2 separate regions of the Ovis aries genome follow, and region 1 is linked to region 2. A link is a contact called in public Hi-C data. All regions are on one chromosome and are shown on one strand. The core of a region is the stretch at or near the end of the contact, and the rest is flanking DNA. Distances in the headings are between cores, read along the strand shown. Region 1 has its middle 17 kb from the start of TRNAC-GCA. Region 2 overlaps LOC132657831 (a long non-coding RNA gene).

Region 1 (2,700 bases), core at 94-2,593, 76 kb after region 2:
GCGTGTGACTTGAATCAGGAACCGGCATCTAGAACTCTGGAATGGAGAGGGAGCTGGGTGGAAGAAGCAGCAAGCCTAGTTCCCCACCGCTGACTGATTCTGTTTGCGCTGTTTCCTCTCTTCACCACAGCACCACAGCACCACGTGGGGTTACCAAGGAGATAGCAGAGAACAGAGCCGGCTGAGACGCGGGGGCGTGGGCGGCAGCAGACGGTCACTGAGGACAACGCCCTCGCCCTAGGCCCCGCCCCTCCTCCCACGCAGGAGCTGGAATTCGAGGGGCTGCTTTTGGAATTCAAACCAGAGCTTGCCCACACCTACTCTCTGGTCCTCCTCCGTGCCTCTCTGAGGAGGAGGATCTGCGGGCTTGGATCCTGCTCCTAGATCTGCTGGCTTTTCTGAGCCCTGGGCGTGTATTTGTGTTGTAAGAAAACACCTGGGTTTTCTCAAGGGGCGGAAGAAATTGGCGGCTGAGCTACTCTGCTCTCGCGTGGATGAAAGGCTGTGGATGAGGCTGTTGATCACCACGGAGGCCCTGGACAGTTGCAGGAGCCAGGCCCCGAGACCTAGATTCCTCTTCTGAACTAGCCTGTCTTTAGCAGGACTAAGTGATAGCATGGGGACATCCACACCAAGCTTTGAGAAGGAACAATGCCTTCTAACCGCTAGCTCTGATGATGAGCTGGCCCCGTTTGTACATGCCAATGCCTAAATGAGACTATGTTTGGATTTGACAAGTCTTTAGTAATACACGGTAATCACGGAAATTCCGTTAATTCATGCTGCTAGACGTACGTCTATGGGGTGGCACAGAGTCGGACACGACTGAAGCGACGCAGCAGCAGCAGCAGCAGCAGATGTACCTGGTGCTTTCATCTTTACAAAGCTTGTGTCCCTTCTCAGCCTTCCACCCACGAGGGGGGCTTTATCTCTCCCGCTTTACAGATGAGAAAGTGGAGGAACTTTCTGCTAACATAAATGTATTAGGAAAGTGTTTCAAATGAAGATCTCACCCAGACATGGGGTGTTTCCCTCTCGCTCCTGGTAGACAAGTTCCTTAAACAGGAGTCTCACGAGTCTGAGGCCTGAAACCACAGAGCTTACTGATGTAGCTGCAAACTGCAGCTCTCAGCCAGAAAGAGAAAAGTCTAGAAGAGAAAGCACATTGCATTGGAGGACCTTAGCATGTCTCTCACAGGCGGACTATTTACATGTGTTCCCCTCACGGTCTCCATAGCAACTGGCAGAGATGCAAAAATGCTTCGTCAGTATTTGTTACAGAGTGAGAAGAGAGCGCTGGAGATCCTCTTTCTCCCAGCAGTCAGGGCTATTTCCATCCGCTGGCTTCATGACTTCTCCCAGCAGCCACTTGGCAGGACAGTTTCAAACAGCAGGGAGCCTGTGAATCAATCGGATTGGCATCTGAGCCTTGCAGGATGGAGGGACCTCATCTCCTGCTCCCTCTTGCAGGCAATTATGCACGGAGTCAGGAAGGAATTTTGCTATTAAGAAGTCTCAATAATAAGGAGCTGAGAGGTTGTGGTTTCCAGCTTTTAACCACAACATTTAAGGCGTGGCTCCATTTTCCTTATAGTTTCCAAGTGCACATCATTGCCTAATTCTCCCCAGAGAATCGAAATTGCTTTGTGATGTATATGTATCAATGATGTGAGCTAAGGCTCAGGGCCAGCAAACAGTCTCTTTCAGAAACCTTCCTCCCCAACCCTCTCCCATGTTGCACCTTTAAGTGATAGCTTCCACCCTTCTACCTCCCATGCTGATGGGCTCCTTATTCCGGAATGGGGGCTCCACAGTCACCTTGCTGTGATGAAAATTGTAATTCAACTCCCCGTATGTGCCCCAGAATATTGTATCTCCAGCGTTTCAGTTTGTGACTTACACTATGTGATTTATGTGCTATTGGTTAGTGTGTCAAAACCTTCTAAGTGCTTTGGGAGAAAGAGCAATCAGAGAATCTCTGACCTTCAAAGGTCTTACAGTCTAGTTTAGCTCTTATATAGCATGCAACCCAGCGTTACACTCTCAACATGAGACCAGCACATCTGTTAAGGCCCATAGGAGAAACTGAGTACCTATGCAGTTGTCCCTGGTGGGGCTGGACTCATGGCTGAGTGACTGGTGCCATCGATTCATGCTCAGAGGACTCGCTTGGGGTTTAATGTCCTAACACTGCCATCTTACAAGTCTTAATTTGACTTTGAGTTTGTATTTTCTGAGTGAAGTCTGTTGGGACAATGGAGCTCAGCTCACTATCCCAGCTTCCGGTAGAAGCAGATGCAGGTAGGGGGGTGGCTGGGCGGCACCCCATGGCATCTTGGGGGGGAGCATGGCAGTACTGTCCCTTCCCGAGGCTGGCAGTACCGCAGTGCACTTGACTGAGTGGGAGCCTCTCAGTCATTCGCATCGGTGTGCCCAGTGTGTGATGAATTTAATATACTCAAAATAAAAAAATAAAAATAAAAAAACAACAACAAAAAAATAATATACTCAAAATAATCATGATTTTTAGAATCGACTACATTTATTTTTTTCAAGCATTTGTTTATTATGGTGAAGCAAGCACAATGTAAAATTTACATCATAAATCTACCTTGTGGGAGATTTTCCTAGAGACTAAACTGACTGAATTTTTGTTCTCTAAATCCAGACAGACATGTTAAGTGTTGAAAAGTCTCATGC
Region 2 (2,700 bases), core at 78-2,577:
GTGTGATGCAGGACACCCAAAGCCAGAGCTCTGTGACAATGTGGAGAGATCGGGTGGGGAGGGAGGTGGGCACATGTATGCCTATGGCCGGTTCATACTGATGTATGGCAAAAACCATCACAATATTGTAAAGTAGTTATTTTTGTTGCATCAAGATAAATTCTTCCGTCACCTGAAGGGTGAGGATAACTTCCTATTTATCTCTTGGGTTCTCAGGAACTGGCAGTTACCACATGTTGTCAGTTAATTTACTTAATTGAATCTTTATGCCTCCCTGAGCTCTGCAGGTTGGAAAGTAAGTGTAGTGTTTTCTTCTAGGACTGCGCCTGCTGACCTTTGAAATAGCTGAGGGTGGCCCTGGTGTTGACTTCCGGCAAGAGGCATGGACCTCCTTCCCTCAGCGGTCTGGCCACCTCCAGTAGACCTGTCTCCCCTTTTGCTTCTAACTAGGATGTTGCAGTTAATGCTGGTGTGAAAATGATTAGCCTGAGAAAGCCCAGCAGGATGTGAGTAAATTAAAGAGTTGGGTTTTTTCCCCTGGGTTTTTAAGCAAAGGGAACCTACAAAACTAAATTAAAAGTACCAACGTTAATGACTATAGGGGCAAGTCCAGAGCCGAGATAGCATTTTTGCTCTAAGTAATCCACAAAGGGAATTTCCTCCCTTTAGAAAAAAAAAAGCAAGCAAACTATTAGAAACTACTGTTTCACCATTCTCTCTGCCTATTTTTCCACTTTCTTCTGGGGTAAAGTGGAAAGGGGGTGGGGACTCTTGGAAGCTAACCAGGGAGAATACTGTCATTGGGTTAGATGGTTCAGAAAATTTATGATTAGATACTCAAAGCCTTTATTAAAGGGGAAGCAACTCGCTGCAATTGATATGGGTCAAAGGACTTGAATACACGGCCAAAGTGATACAGTAAGGATGAGGGAATATACTACTATGTTACTAAAAAGTCTGGAGACCCCAATTTCTTAGAGGGAGAGGGCCAAGCTTTGGAGTTGCCTGCCTCAAGCATTAGAAATTCTGCTGACTCTTGTCCAGAGCTATAGAACTGGCTGTCTCAGCAGCCCAAAGTCTAGGTCCCTGTTTGTTGAAAGAGGTCAGCCAGCATTCTGACCCTACTCAGGTTCCTGATTACTTTGAATTAGGTGGCCTGGAAAGCCCCAGAGATTTCACATCTGATATCTGGAAGTCAGTTGAAAGAGAAGCTTAGCAACCCGATCCCCAGAGACAGCATAAAAGTCGGCACCTTCTAGCAGCGGGTTCCGGCTCTCTGGAGTTTGTGTGTCTGCATAAGGCCAGCCCCATGGGGAGTCATGCACTTCCATGTGGGGCAGGGCACACGGCATCATCTGACGCTGAGCAGCATAGTTTCTGAGATTTGCCTGCCCGAGAGAGACGCTACTTCCTTTATTGTTGTTGCTTTGAAACAGTTTTCTTTTATTTTGCTCTCGCCATGGAGACTGTAATAAATAAAGAGAAGCGTGATTTCTTAATGGTCTCCATCTTCAGATGTACTTTTCTGCCCGATTACCTCAGAGCATGCAGCTCATGGGAATAAAAGAGGGGGGGAGGAAAGGTGAGCTTTGGCAGGAATAGGCAACACATTCAGGGCTGGAAACCAGTGTACTCTCAGGCCAGGTTCTGACATTTGGTGTGTTTTTGTTTGCAGAAGGATATGATGTATGCATTATGCAATTAGAAGCAATTTCTTTTTGAAAATTGAGTTAAATCCAATTTTTTGTATGTTTTGGCTATCCTAAAGAGGGGTTGGTTTTCAATTACTTCAGTGTGGTGTCTCACAGACTCATTCTAGTGGAATCCAGTTAGATGGTCCGAACACTTTCCTTCCAGAGATTGGCATGTGTTTTGATTTACACTGTGCCTGGATGGACTGTACATACCCTTCATTCCTATGGAGGACGTAAGTTGCAACAGAAAACTTGGGATAGCAAGCATCCTTGCTAAGCTATTGAAGGAAAAAAATATATAGAAGGATTTTTCTGATTAATTTCCAAATCTAATACTGCCTTTCAGATTCTAGGTACCATTTCAAGTAGTTAACCCAGTGCGATTCTCAATTCTGGGTCTACAACAGCCTCACTTGAATGGAACGTTAATCCCATTCATCTTATTCTCCCCACCCCATCACTCCCAGAGAGTCCAGTGTGTCTTGGGTGGGGACCTTGGGATGGATAACAGGTGCCTTTGAGCCTCAGCCACGGTTGAGAAACTGAGTTTAAAAATGTAGTTTTTTTTTTTTTTAAGGGTAATTTGTTTTAATGACAAATAATAAAGAAACCTAAGGATACAAAAAGGAGATGCTTATAGAAACAACCAAATGTAAAGCAATTGCCCTTCAGTTAAAAAAGAAAATAAATGTTAAAAAAGACAACTAAATAATGTCCATGATCATAAGGCACCTTGCTTTTATAATCTGCTGCCTTATCTCATGGGCTAATTTGGCTTTACATCAAAGTAAGTGCTATAAAACTATAAAATTTGATTTTGTTATTGAAATCAAAACCATGGGAAAAAGCCACCTCCAACTATTACAGGAAAAGAGTGCCATTTCACTGGGCTATATCTGGCTTTACATACCAAGGTGATATGTATTAGTCTGCAGGTAAGGAATTGTTAATTATCTGGATAGTGGTTGGCTCGTTCCTGGTAAATATAGTCTCAGTTGGATATGGA

Evidence for each region. Hi-C and Micro-C count contacts between places; a contact is called where the count stands out from the background.
Region 1: a contact with region 2 is called in a Hi-C map of tail adipose tissue, with 2.1 times the contacts expected there. The contact joins two enhancer-like sites. A contact is called at or near these places in 3 of 16 Hi-C or Micro-C datasets (blood, skin fibroblasts and tail adipose tissue).

The regions. Positions count from the first base shown.
Region 1 is chr15:64,404,883-64,407,582 of ARS-UI_Ramb_v3.0, forward strand. No RefSeq gene overlaps it. Among named protein-coding and RNA genes, the nearest start is that of TRNAC-GCA, 17 kb to the right of the region's middle. Within about 2 kb of position 1,344, at least 27 of the 54 cell types and tissues checked have an H3K27ac peak or open chromatin away from gene starts, as enhancers often do. A contact at or near this core is called in tail adipose tissue, where this site is marked.
Region 2 is chr15:64,328,399-64,331,098 of ARS-UI_Ramb_v3.0, forward strand. LOC132657831 (a long non-coding RNA gene) reads left to right here. Exons shown (of 2, transcript XR_009596541.1): 1 at 1-506. Among named protein-coding and RNA genes, the nearest start is that of TRNAC-ACA, 48 kb to the right of the region's middle. Within about 2 kb of position 1,328, at least 19 of the 54 cell types and tissues checked have an H3K27ac peak or open chromatin away from gene starts, as enhancers often do. A contact at or near this core is called in tail adipose tissue, where this site is marked.